Regions from separate parts of the Zea mays genome. Here region 1 is linked to region 2. A link is a contact called in public Hi-C data. All regions are on one chromosome and are shown on one strand. Each heading gives the region's core, a stretch centred on a gene start, on an enhancer-like site or on the middle of the called end of the contact. The rest is flanking DNA. Distances are from core to core; before and after follow the strand shown. Region 1 holds the start of LOC541993 (androgenic embryo 3). Region 2 holds the start of LOC103641294 (HEAT repeat-containing protein 6).

What was found. Hi-C and Micro-C count contacts between places; a contact is called where the count stands out from the background.
Region 1: a Hi-C map of leaf shows a contact between it and region 2, with 3 times the contacts expected there. The contact joins the promoter of LOC541993 here to the promoter of LOC103641294 in region 2. A contact is called at or near these places in 2 of 25 Hi-C or Micro-C datasets (bundle sheath and leaf).

Annotation. Positions count from the first base shown.
Region 1 is chr10:82,016,510-82,024,119 of Zm-B73-REFERENCE-NAM-5.0, forward strand. It overlaps LOC541993 (androgenic embryo 3), which reads left to right and starts at 3,860. Exons shown (of 2, transcript NM_001111644.1): 1 at 3,860-3,970; 2 at 4,099-4,490. The coding sequence starts at 3,865. The coding sequence ends at 4,319. It overlaps LOC100276076, which reads left to right and starts at 335. Exons shown (of 4, transcript NM_001149956.2): 1 at 335-643; 2 at 774-886; 3 at 1,870-2,039; 4 at 2,385-3,088. The coding sequence starts at 340. The coding sequence ends at 2,820.
Region 2 is chr10:81,857,292-81,864,136 of Zm-B73-REFERENCE-NAM-5.0, forward strand. It overlaps LOC103641294 (HEAT repeat-containing protein 6), which reads left to right and starts at 4,881. Exons shown (of 29, transcript XR_004853185.1): 1 at 4,881-5,166; 2 at 5,248-5,340; 3 at 5,698-5,870. It also overlaps the pseudogene LOC100383508.

The DNA.
Region 1 (7,610 bases), core at 2,610-5,109, 160 kb after region 2:
GTTCATTTCAGTTTTTCTGTAGAGAAATCTAAGTGTCACGAGGATTACATATATAGAAAGATAAATGATTTTATAGAGTTTAAGATCAAGATAGTGACGGATGCATACTATCACGATATGCATACTATCATGATGGCTCTGCAGATTCTATATTTACGTTAATTTTAGATGGTTTTCACTAAAAACGATTCTCACAAAAGCGAGCTGATTCTGACGGTCAGAAGCTGAAACAAACAAGCCCGTTATCAAAGAAGAATTACAGGAGTTTGTTAAAAAAAAGAATTGCACAAGTAGGAAATTATGCTTGAAAATCCTAATTTTCCGGTAACACCATGGACCATGGTGCGCGGGGTAGTTGCAGCTGTTAGGAGCACCGAGCACAATAATTTGTCTGTTCTTCGGCCTCCATCCCCGCAGGATAGAGAAAGAGGGAGCTCTAGACGGGGAGGCTCCCAAATCGATATTTTTTCGCATCTGTTCGTTCTCCGACGCGGCGGCGAATCTGAGAACCCCTCGCTGAGTGGTCGGCGGCGAGTCCGTGATGGTCGGCGGCCGGCGGGCGCGGACATGCACAACCGCTCCTCCTCCTCCGCCGCCGCTGCGTCGTCGTTGCCGCTCTCCCCCGCCGACGGCTTCCTGCGCGGTAGTAACCGTGACGACCAACCTCCCTCCCCCGTTCTCATTCTCGCTACTCTTCTGGGATTCCCGTCGAGCACCTCGCTTACCGCATGATTTTCGCCTGTTTCCTGGGTCGTCTGGTGGTGGCTGTGCAGTGAAGGACGGCGTGGACGGAATGATCAAGTACGTCGCCAACGAGCCCTCCGTCGGGCTCTACTTCGTCCAGCAGCACGCCCGGGCTTCCATGCCCCTCCTCCTTGACGTCAAGGTCCACCGCCTGGCCTTGCTTCGCTTCCTTCCCTTTGCGCATGTTGAGCTGTGCTTTGGGGGATTAGGAGGCGATTTGTCTGTAAGGAAAGCATATCACCCAAGGGATGGATGAAATCAAAGATTTGTGCTTTATTGGGAGACAAGCTGAAAAGAATAAGATATTCTTTTGTGTGTCTTTGCTGCATTACTAGCAAATTAGGGTGTGCATATCTAGTAGCTTGTTAGTTGGTTGCATCGCAGATTTGAGTTTATGCACATCCTTACTAGATTACCATGATACCGTTCAAGTGCTTGGTCTAATATAATTTCTTGCTGTTGGGTATCTATATGGTTTAGTTTGGATACAGTTAAGCTTTAGTGTTGTGCTTGATTAGCAACTAGGTTTCCAGTGGTGTAGGATTGCAGGATATAGTTTCATGAAAACTATTCACTGTTTTTAATGGCTTTATGAGCACAAATTTGTGCCACTTTTTTAGTGTAAGATAAGATGTAGGCCCGTTTGGTTAGAGGGACTAATCTTTAGTCCCGTTTAGTCTCAATTTTGCCAAAAGGAAGGACTAAAGTAGGGACTAATTGGTTCTAGTCCCTCACATGGGTGCTAAAAGGGACTAAAGGGCAACATTTACTCCAATTGTCCTTGCCTAGAAAACTGGTGTGAAACAAGAAAAGAGGTATTTTGGTATTTTTGTGTTGCATTTAATGTTTAGAATATGTGTAGTCCCTACAACTAAACAAGGTAGGGAGTAAAGTTTAGTCTTTGAGCTAAACTTTAGTCATAGGACTAATGGAACCAAACGGGCCATACTATCATCTGAATTAGTCAAATACAATTCTGTAGCAAACAAAGTAATATTTGTCTTGCTGCTGGTAAATCTGCTGAACCGTCTGTTGGTGTGGTCTGCTATTGGTAGTTGGTACAACAAATCAAGATGCTGCATTTCATGATCTTTGATCTAACACAAGTTTTGTTTCTGTCATCAGGGTAAGCTCGTAGAGAAGACGCGTGAGGTGACATTGCACACTGAAGACATGGAGGATTCTATTTGCGCTGTGAGATCCATGGCTGATTTTGGACTTCCACTTGCTGATGACATGATCAAGGACATAAATAGATCACTGCAAATAATGTCAAAGACCCAGCCAAAGAGAGGGTACAGATATACTAATTCTTGGGAACTTTACTTTATTTTTACGATTATTAGCTTTACAAGTATGCTAGACTTTTTTCTTCACCTTTTTTATGACTAAAATGTCTTGGCCTTTTTGCCTTATTCATTTAAGAGCAGTCCAACTTCATATCTTCTATATATAGTCTGAAGTTAATTATCTTTTGCATAAGCTCTCCAGTTAGGTTCCAAACCAGGATCTTGCTTCTTAGCCAATAAACTACTATAGAACTTCACTTGTCAAACCCATAATGCCCTGTTGTACATATCTTGTTTTGGCTGAACGTCATCTTGTATGGTTTGTTTTAAGACAACTTTCATTGCTATCAGGTTGATCCAAAACCCCAGTTGGGGGTTCCAGTCAAGGAAAAGCTCAGGAACTTGGGACGAACTGGGCTCTACCAATGGAAGTAGCAGCAGGAACTACCTCTCTTCAATGTTCAACACGGCGAAGCAAAAGGCATCGGGTCTCAGGTGGCCGCAGCCTAATTTTGCAACAAAAGATGATACTAGCGAGAACTCGGCGTCGTCTTCTGCCCTGGAATCGCCACAAGCTGGTGGGCAAGGTGCATCTACACCAGATACAGAGAAGGATGAGCTCCCCATTTCAAGTCGGTTGTCAGAGGGTACGGCCGCAAACCGTAGCCTGCCTGCTACCGGCGTCTCGGAAACAGTGGAGGCTTACAACAAGTTCAAAGAAGAGCAGGAGCTGAAGCTTCGTGAGTGGCTAAGAGACTCTGAAGAAGCCGTCAATGATAAAGACTGAGTGTGCTAAAGCTGCTTCGGCCCTGTGCCTCTGTTATTAGATATATGGTACATTCTGAACTAAAAAGAAACATAGCACTCTGTTAATGAAACAGAGGTTGATTGGTATAGATGCACAAGATGCCGAAAGACTGTAGTTTGTGATGAAGGGGTTGGTCCGGACGATTGTAACGTGACTTATTTATAGATGCCATTGCATAGTGTTTGTCTCAAGCCTCATGTGTAATTGAATCACGATAGATAATAGATAAAAGATGTTGTCTGTTTCTGTTCTTGTGATCCAAGTATACAGCTCCCAGCATATAAGCATTGGAAAGTTTCTGTATCTGACTCCTATGATCCTATCAGCAGTTGCCCCAACAGCATCTCAAGTTTTCAACACAGAACAAACAAGATCACAGCTGCTCCGCCTGTGTGGTCAGTTCATCTAGTTCTTGTCAGAGCACGCAACGCCGTGTCAGCCGGTGCTAGTTTTTATTCCGAAACTGATTCTATTTTTTTACAGTATTTTATCTCTGAATTGTAGCAGTAGCGTTCGAACAGCTGGTTTAACTGGTTTAAAGCTGCAGCGAACAGAATTGGTTTGAAGATAATTTTAACGTCTCCTGATTACGCATTCCCATGTGCGTACATGCCGAGTGCATTCGCGTATATGCTGAACTCTAAAGCCTTAGACGAGTCTCCGTGTACCAATGGATTGAATATGGCAATCCAAAAAGGATTTCGCACTAAACGAGCTACACTTGAAATTAGGAATAAAATATTTTTTTAAGTTTGGGTAAAATAAACAAACATCTAGAGTTATCCTAATAACTCAGACTATATTTTAAGTTGGACCGAGGTAGCATTTGAATGAATTAATGGTTTACTGCCTTGTTTAGAGGTAAATTGAAGTCGAACGTTAAATAATGACAAATGAAAGAAGCCACCAGGATACCGCGCATTTATCTCATGCTAATCTTTCCTGCTATATAAACCAGACCAACCCTGCAGGCTGCAGGGTGAAGCAGCCGGTAGTACTCAACCCTCAACACACCCAGTCACAATGGCGACATCCGTGAAGCGCAGCCACAGCTGCAGATGCCAAGTACTCTTCCTGCTTGCGTTGGTTCTTCTGGCATTCGTCTCTGCGAGTCCTACACCCATCAGCGGCAAGTAGTGCACGACTCAGTCTCGTATTTTGGCCATATACGTTTCGGTTTGTACCCGTCGTCGGTTCATCTGTTCCTTTTCCTTGGACATGGAGAAGATCGATTACATGTCTGTTTGCGATGTTCAGGTCAGAGCATTGACGACGGCAGGAAGAGCAAGACAACGGTCGTCGTCGGCGGCGGCAACGAGGCAATCGTCGACGAGGACAACGACATATTCAACGGGTGCCACTACAATAACCAGAATCCCCATTATTCGTCGGCGCTGTTCTGCTGCAGCAAGGACAAGCTGTGCTGGGCGTCGTTGCCGGAGTGCGCCGCCAACTGCCCTTGCAAGACGAACTGCTAGACGATGATGAGCTTCGAGTCTCCAGTTCATACATGATCCATGGTTGTGTTATTGGATGAAGATGTACTAGAGAGGCAATCGCCAAAGATGCAGTCTTGATAGCAACTGAGAATAATCGTACGATAGATATTGGGCTAAACCAGGACCAGGAGTATCCAAAAATTGTTTTATAGCACCCTTGGCCCCGGCGCCCCGCCCTCACCAATCATGCATGCGCACTGCTCCACCTCACGCCGCCTCCTCCTCTCCGCCCCCTCGACCGCGCTTCCACTACCGGTGGTCGGCGGCTCTCGCTACCTCACCTCACGCCGCCGCGATCTCATTCCTACCCTCTCCTGACCACAGTGTTACCAACGACCACTTTGCCACGACGCCTCTGCCCTAGCTCCGCCCAACCGTTGCCTCGAATTGCATCCTCTCATGACCCGATTGTATCCTCTAATGGCAAAATAAACACAACACATCACCTTGGACCTTACCACAATGCGGGCGATCCAAATTTTTCCTTGAGACTCTTAAAAATTCTAGTTCAAAAATGAATACAAATAGAGGCTGATTATAATCCGATTCGATCCTTAAATTTTGCTTACATTTTGTAGTGTAAAATCTAGAGCCCGTTATCACCCCTAACCACACCGCATCACATCTATTGGAAAATATGACATATGCTCAATCCCCCAATGGATGTGACGGTTATCTCGCCAAGCAACACACCTTTTCCTTCACTTTTATATATATATTAGGTGAGTGCCCGTGCGTTGCAACGAGACCACTACATTGCAACCTTTAATATCATACAGACTTCTCTATATGATAGTACAATACTTGCACATTGCTACGGTTTATATATATCATAATAGCTACATGTTAGATCAAGGACACACATAATTGAGAGGTAAAAATTAGATTCCAATACTTTCTCAAGTAGTTTAACTCAAATTTTAGCCCGCCCGTCGTCTGGGTCGTCGTCGAGCCCGCCGCCGACGCGCCCGCCACCGCCGAGGTGCTCCGCGGCACCGACATCATGTACAGGCACCTCGCCTTCAAGCCCGAGGACAACTTCACCACCGCCGACACCGAGGCTCACGTGCAGCGGAACGCCGCGCTCGCGCACGTCGAGAAGCACCGACTCGCCGGCGTCCTGCACTTCGCCGACGCCTCCGGCGTCTACGACGTCGGCTTCTTCGACCAGATCCGCCAGATCGACGCCAGATTGATAAACTGTCACACCCGTCTTTAAGGAACAAAGCCGGGTGCATCTCATACATACGCCAAGAAGATAACATATATAATAACAGAGTGTATAGAGATAAATGTCACAATAATCAGAGTATTTATTACATAGCAGAAGTCTTATTACAAAATAAAATATAAATATAAAACGAACTAAGGATCGTCCTTGACGCAGAAGTCAACTGGGGAAATGCCATCTAGATCAGATCAAACTCCTCGCCTTGTGGCTCTTCCAGAACCACCTGTTCTTCTCCTGTGGGGGTGTGAGACAGCAAGGGTGAGCTCACACATGATCATAGCTCAACAAATTGTGGGGAACCAGTGGGCATGAACTCACCAAAGATGGGAGTTCATGTGATGTGTAAGGCTAGTCAACAACAGGGGTTAAAGCTGAGCATTGCTTTTAATTAGTTGGTCAAAATTTTATTAGCAGTTACTAGATGTAAGTAAATACCAAACCTTAAATAAAGTAATAGAACAAAATTTAATAATAATCCCATGCATATGCAAATGATAAAATTGAATTTAAGTTCCATAAATTAATCATCAGAGAGTCCTGAGCTGCTCATGACCGTGAGCTCGGCTAGTATACCAGTTTTACACTCTGCAGAGGTTGTACCCTTTACCCACAAGTCATGTTACCCATTTGCCAAGGGATCACGACTCCTATACACCTCTACCTAGGAAGCAAGGCAGGGAAACACTACGACGCCTTTACAAAGTTCCACTAGCTTCCGAAAACCCGCTACAGTTTATGGGAAGAGCACTTGCAAGAATCCCCCGTCTGACCACCATCGTAGCAAAATCAACCCGAGAACCTCCTTGCATGCAACTCCCCTACTGCCCTTGCTCCTTTCAGGTAAGGTAGTCTTCCACTAGCTTTCCTAATTAGTTAGCCAAGGGGTTCCATTCCTCCCTTGTGGTGGCACATGTTTCTCAAGTTAAGCTCTATGTTCCAATTAACATTAATGATCTTGACATGAACATAAATATAATAACAAAAGAATTGGAACTTAGATATAATAAATGATTATCCCAGAACCATGTAAAGCAATAGCAAACTACCCAAGTGATTCAGGGGTAAACAAGGTAATGAGATAAACAATCTAGGGTGACCTATCGGGTCCCATCAAAATTAAACCTATGCATGAGTAAGTGACATTAAAGAACATTATTGGGTAAAAAGTGGTCAAGGGCACAACTTGCCTTCAATGAGCTCCTGCTCAGCTACTTCTATCTGCTGCTCACCCGGATCCTCAGTCACGGGCTCTTCTACTCGCCACAATACAAACAAGCATAGTATATATAGAGAAAATGAACATCACACCAAACATATAAACAAAATACACAGTAATAATCTACACATTAAAATAAAGTCCTAGGAACAGGAATCATAATTTTTGGAGTTATAGATTTTAAGATATGAATTTCCAAAGGTTTTATGTGCTTAAAATAGGATTAAGTGAGAATTTATTTTTACTGTTGTTTTCATGACAAAACAGAGACTCTATGTGATAGAGAATAATATTACAAAATTTTAGAAACTGGAATGGGTTAATTTGAATTAACAATGAATTTATAAGTTCTAGACATTATTTATACATTAAAAATCAATTTATAATTTAAATTCTCGGGTTAAATACCATTCTGGAGTGGGCCTCATTTTCCAGAGAGTACAGGGGTGCCTGGGTAAAATTTCTAAGACATAGGGAACAGTGTCCCTGGACCGTGGGTTCATTCCTCTGTTTCACGTGGACTCTTTAGCAATTTGCGCAACCGAAGGGGTATCGCAAGATTCTGGCCGCTAGATCACGATTGAACGGCCCGGATTAGATCGTCATTATAATGAAGCGGTACGCGATCATGGCCCTTGGATCTAAATCCAACGGTACAGATATAATGAAGCCGAGATCCCGCCACAGCCCTTGGATTCCGATCTAACGACCCGGGGAAGTTCTAGCGAAGGGGGGGGGGGTACGTGTGCGCAAATCCGGGCATCCATCCGCAGATCGACGGTGCGCCCAAGTCAACACGCTCCATCATCAAAACAGAGCGGCA
Region 2 (6,845 bases), core at 3,631-6,130:
TCATTTATGTTAGTTCCGAAGGCATCGAGCGCCTTTCCAAGGAGGAGATACCCGACCGGGAATGCCATGCCGTGGATGATAGACCCAAGGGTTCCCAGGGCCATGAGGAGCCAATCTACCGTGTCGGCGTAGTAAAGCAGCCCAAAGAATGAGAACGACTCCTCGTCGGCGCTAGCCTCGGGGGAGGCTGAAACCGTGCTCTTCCTTTCATCCGTGTCATCGGCATGAGATGATGACATCGAGTGGTCTTCATAGTAGCTCATGGGCCTCATGGCCATCCTTTTCCCCCCAGTGGATTTTGTGAACGTTTTGCGGTAGAGCCGCAGTATATATGGGAAGGGAGATGCATAGCTAGCATAGATGGCATCAGTATTATTATATATATATGCATAGACGGTGCGTTTTTGGGCATGCCAGTTTACATGCAGATGTATATACTGACAACCATATTCTCCCAAGAGGCTTAAAAAAACACTATAATAGCAGGCATTTCCAATGTTGGAGGTAAAATAGTCTGGCTTTAAACAAGCACTATAGTAGGTACTCCCGAGGTTCTACTTGTACATATACATAATGATCTTTCTTTCTTTCTTAAGCTGACAGTTTCTTTCATTCATTAAGGTCTAGATGGGGAAACAACAAAGGCGTGGCTTACTGGAAATTTGATTTGGGTTGAGAAAACTGAAAACCCAGCAGTGATCCTCCCAGATGGAGTAAATAAGAGAGGAGGAGGGAAGATGCTTAATTTTCATTAATCTGCATGTTATCTCTACTAGGAAACAGCAACAAGCCATTCCATCAAATGGGCTAATCAGGTACTCCCTCTAGTCACGAAAGAGCAATGAAGACGTCGTTTCATGCATTCTATTTTTTTTTTTTGTGTGTGTGTGTCAGTAGAGATTTTCTTTCACTCATATTCTAAGTTAGGGACTAGGGTACTTCTGATGAAAAAAATATAAATATATACTGTTTCTGACTATCAGTTTCTGAAGTTTTTTAATATTGGCACTGCCACACATCTCCTACGAGAATGGAAGTCCCATCTGAAATATTCGATCTGAAAGTTAAATCAGTGTCTTGAATCTCACTCTACTCTAAAAGATCCCTCGCCTCTTGCCCCTAGTACGACAACCGTGCATGTTAGGAACGCACAAGGTCAGGTCCGGTCTGCACGCCACGCATGCAATAGGTTGAAGAGCGCTTACAAGACCAAGGCGGGTGTCGAGGAATAACTGGAGCATGATTCGGGCATATGCCCCCTTGAGACTGCGCATAGGACACGCGCGGCTGTCCATGTCGCAATGTCATCGCGGCCAGCCCCGAATGCTTGTCTTCGCCTGGCGCTGGCGGCCTGGAAACGCTTCGCTGATGCGTTTGCTTCCAAACAGAGAAGCGCCAAAAGGGGAGGGCTCTCTCTTGCAGCGTGCGTTCATTCTCAACTGACGATGAATGAGTGACTAACAACAGCTTCACCGGAATACTCTTGTGCAGGCTGCTGAAGATCTCCGCATCTGGCTCGGTGGTGGTGGTTTTCGACGGGGTTTGATGTTTTGGCTGATGAGGAAGGGAACCGCAATGGGTTCATTCTCCAGAATCTGGGGACAGGAGTTGCCACCTCGGCTTCGCAGCTCCGCGGCTGTCAGACGGCGGGTCTCGGACGGTTGCGCGCTGCGGCAGGCATATGCTGCCGGCTCTCTTGTTCGTTTTCTCAGTGGCCACCGGACCAGCGGCGCGTGCAGAAACATCTCAGGTGTTGTTGGCGTGTTGCCATGGCGTAATCCGAGTCATACATATCTCGTTCATGGTATAAGCTAGGAATATCCGGGTGCCATGGCCCATGGATGGAAACACGCCGGGGACGACGACTCGTTCAAACGGCCTGTTCAAAATTTCAAGTGTATGTGTATTTATTTATTTGTCTCTCATGTGTTTCTTTTGCCCACCAATCATCAGTGGCGTGGCCGGAGGTGCCGCCCGAGAGAGACGCACGCATTCTGTATGTCCGATCCGCGTTCCATCAGCCCGGGCAGATTTGGTATCTGATCTGTATGCATCAGCAACTCGTTGTTTTTTTGCCCTTCTTCTTAAAGTCTCCTCGCATTTGATGCGTCTTCTCTCACGTCTTGTATTTTCTAACCCTCCATAATCTCCTAATTCAGTGTTGGGGTTGGATATGTATGGTAATTGGTAAATGTTGTACTTAAGGCATGTTTGGTTCCGTGCCTAATTTGCCACACTTTGTCTAACTTTTCTGTCTAAGGTTAATTTTTCAATTTGAATGACTAACTTTATGCAAAGTGTGGCGTAGTTAGCTACGAACCAAACAGCCCCTTAGCGTGTTATTGGAATAACCACTTGTGATTGTGCAACTACTCCGGTTAATGAAGTAGAACATGGTCTCTTCTCTACTATGCTAACCCGTTCTGAACTTGCTATGAACCAAATCATTCAGGGTTGGAGGGAGTATTATTGTCTAAATTATAAGACATTTTAACATTTCTAGATCTACAATCTTACTGATATATGTATCTAGATATAACGTAGTACAGCTTAAACTTGCATGTGTACTGTTCGATAAGAGCTATCACACACCTTAAATATACCAGTTTGGCCTCGAGATGTATTGTATTCGAACAGATGAGTCGATCGTACGTTGAATAAATCTTTGAACCGCAAATCACCTTAATGGCAACACAATAAAAGCGGCTACACGTTCTGTTTCGACGTATGGACATGTTTGTTAGTCTACTAAAATGTCTAAAATAATACCGTCCACGGAGAATAATATTTGCCTGTCCTAGTAGAAAAGAAGTGAGTCATAAGCGTCGATGGGGACAATGCAAGGTAGCTAGTATCCGTGTGCATGAATCATCGAGCCAGTTTCCCAAGAAATGTACATGTACATGTACTTAGTCAAAAGAAGAAGAAATGACATGTGTATTAATTAGTATGCATATATGCAAATATTCTTGTATAACTACGAGAGCAATACATGTGTGCCGCCTAAGGCTACCTTCATTCTCATAATTAAACTATACTCTGTGTAAAACAATATTTAGGATAATTATATAAATAAACTGTTGGAGACGCTCATGAGAATAATGATGCATGTTTTTCCCGTACATCAAGGTCACAAGGCTAACAGAATAATATATATACCGTCTGTTTGGTTGACCGTTGGCCATGCGCACCTGCAGACGCATATTCGTAAAGTGTTTGTTGTTTGGTACACTTCTCTACGGATCCAGGTTCATCAGATATAAATATTGGCTTTTAGCCAGACCCGCCCCATACGCCCCAGCTCGCCTAAGGGCATGTACAGTGGAGAGACACCAAAACAGTTCTCCAAGCACATGAGACAACTAAGAGACTCTATTGTACAATGGAGTGTCTATAAACGTAGTTTATTAATAAATACAGAATTAAATGTATTTGTATAGCATCAGATCAATAGAACAGACGACAAATTTGTACAGTGGGAAGTGAGACGTCTGTTGCTACTTGGTTTACGTGTCAGAGGCGTCTCTTCACGGAGAGACGGTTCTAAGATTTTTTTGCAAATAACCCCTTAAATACCTTAAGAGCCTCCACATTAAACACCACTGTACATGCCCTAAGCACGCGCCCAGATTGCACTCATCCGGTCCCTGCATGCGGCACGTAAAACGAGAATGTTTATTGGTTTGTTTTTCTGTTATATCTTCTAATTAAAAAAATTATTCATGAAGCCGATTTTGTATTTATGTTCCTACAAATTTTATGAACAAAACTAGACTAGTCTTACTATATAATATTCAGAGGTTTATTTATACACTCTTCTCTAATATATGTCCTAGTACAGACAACCAAACAAAGTCTGTATCTAGTTTATACAAACAACCAAAAAAATGTCAGCACGAACTCATCACGGTTCTACTAATACTGGTTAGGCTCATGTGCTTGAATTATACGGTAACCAAACACGTGGATATTGCAGTATCGTATAATTTATTTGACATCTTTGGCCCTGCTTGGGAACACAGTTTTTCTAAACTGCAGTTTTTCAAATACTAAAGTATACTTTAGTCATGACATTACTACAGTTTACAATGCTTCAGTTTTCGAATACAACAATATCCAATACATCAAGGTGTTTGGGAAAAACTTTGGTTGAGACCAATCAACCAGAGCGGGACCCAGCTGGCGCTCTCTTTACAGAGAAAAACTTTGGCTGAGACCAAAGTTTCCAAAACTGCAAAACAAGTGCAGTATTTACAATACTACAATTTAGTATACAGAGATTTCAGATGAGTTGCTAAACACCTCAAAGTATATAATACCACAGTATTGCTCAATACTACAGTATTGCTTCAATACTGCAGAAAAACTTTGTTCCCAAACACCCCCTTTATTGTAGTGCTATATTGGGAAAGCTGGAGTTGCTCATGTGAGCCGTATCACACGAAACCTTCAAGGATGTTTGTTGGCAGCAATTGACACGGCTTTTGCTCTACAAACTTTTAGAGATGGGGGGCGTGGAAATATCGAATATGTTTAGTTGAGTAATTTTATACTACTTCACACTTTATACACATGTTTAAACTATCCTTTTTTTACCATTTTGTAAAGTATAAATCTCATATATTTAAACTGTGTACAATACACCTAAAACCTTTTCGGCCCTTGTTCATTTTTTTTACAAGGGGCTCGCGGAATCACGGCCTATCTAGCTCATTGATAATCTGGCCTACCGCTGTGTAGTCATCATGATGGGTCTTAGAGCAAGTATATTTCTGTGGACATTGTAGCGTCCAAGCCCGTCCCACAGACATCATAGTCCGTGGGCCGCATGGGCTAAAATGGAAAAGGACAGTAGGAACGCGGTTTCGGAGCGCTGCTTCCGACCAGACGGTGGAGCCCAAACCGGTAGCTCTCCCTCCTCTACGTGCGCTTCGGCCACCAAACCCAAGCCCGCAGCTTCACCGGCGGCGGCGGCGGCCGATGATGGCCTCCGCCTCGGCCTCCGGCGGCGGCGCGCGTCCGTGGCGCACCGCGCTGCTCACCCTCCGCGACGAGTCCCTCGCCTCGCCGTCGCCCACGGCCCTCCTCGAGCTCCTCCGCCAAGTCCTCCTCACCCCAGCCTCGCCCTCGCTCGCCGCGTCCGCGGCCGGGCTCCCCCCTCACGAGGTGCGGCTCCTGATCTCCCGCTTTTGCTCGTCTCGGCTCGGCTCGATCTCACTCGCTGTGGTGTTTCGCCTGTCCGTGCAGGTGGGCTCGGATGTGGCGTTCCTCGCTGACACGGCCGCGGCGGCGGCCCCTTGCCCCGGCGCCGGCGACGCGCTGCGCGGTGTCTGCCACCTGGTAATGGTTATGTGCTTCCGCTCGGTCGACCTATTATAGGTGGCTATCGCAGGACATGCTGGAAATGTATATGTACCGACGATTAGTCTATAGTAACTGTAGGTCGTCTGTGTTCTGTGATGGTCAATAAGGGTACCGTGGCTAGAATTCAGTTTCAGCATGCTGCAAAACAAGGCCCAGCTACAATCAGTTGGAGCCTTGAGACTATGGTTTTAGCCATTTTGCTGTTTCACAGCAATGTGTTTTTTAGTCCAATTATATCGGGTTAGGCTACTGATATGATTCAAATATTCTATCAGTGTGACATCTATACTTCTTGTATGAACTGAAATCCGTGCATTAATTTTACTTTTGCAGATTCATGATGTCATGTCCAAAACAAATATGGAGATTAACCCTTCTGGTTCGCTTGCAATGTTGAAGTTTCTTGACAAGCTTGTCAAATGCTCGATTGAAGGCGCATGCATGAAAGGCCTCTCTAGTAGGACATCTGCATTGAACACAGCATCTGAATGTTTACATATCCTCAGGTTAGGTTTTGTTTATTATGAAGTAGTGGAGAAACTGTTCCTCCAGTTGTGCCCTTCTTATTAAGAAGAAATGGCTTGTTTTCTTCCTAGTTATTTACTTATTTATATACCGTCTGAACTTTTAATGACATAAAAATTTCTGATTCTTTCTTAATTCTATCAACAATGAGCACAGTGACTTCTACATTTATAACTATACAAATATAACATACCTTTCCTAAGGACTTAATAAATGATGAATTTTCTGTCATAGCCCTTCTTTCTTTAGCTATAGTTCTTCCCCTTATTCCACATAAGCAACCCTCTATTGCCATTTTAAAGAAATTGTACTGCACCACCTATACTTATCTGATATTTCAAATCCCCATGAATACTTTTGATTTTGGCAGTTCTCATTCATACTTCTAATTTAATGCAAATCATCTCATGCACCTCAAGTTTCAGCAATTTAGCACTGTTAGTGCCCAATGAAAGCCATATCTCTATCCGCTACCAATACTCAATGATCTCGGTTTAGGAAGTCAGCCCAATCACTAGTACCATCATAGGCGGGGCCCATGCCCCGGGGCACTCTAAGGCTTGAGGTCCCTAGTGCCCCTGATGTCTCTGTTATAATCTAAGTCCTCGAGGCCCCTTGTGCCCCATGGTACTGATGAGCAATTCAAAGCCCCCTGGGGCCCCTCGTGCCTCGGGGTGCTCATGAGTCTAAGTCCCCGGGGTCCTTCATGCTCTGGGACACTATGAAGGATATAGGTGCTTGGGGTAGTCCTGCCTCTGCCCCCCCAGAAGCACTTAACTGCACTTAGATGCTTGGGGCCCTATCCTGGCCTCTAGTTCCTCGTCTCGTCAAACCCTTCGGTGCTGGAGGCCCCATGGGAACGGGGGGCTCAATACGACTAAGTGTAATACTATCACAAGACAGAGGAATGTGCCTAGGCCCACGAGTGTCAGGGTCCAAGCGGCCCGCTACACTGC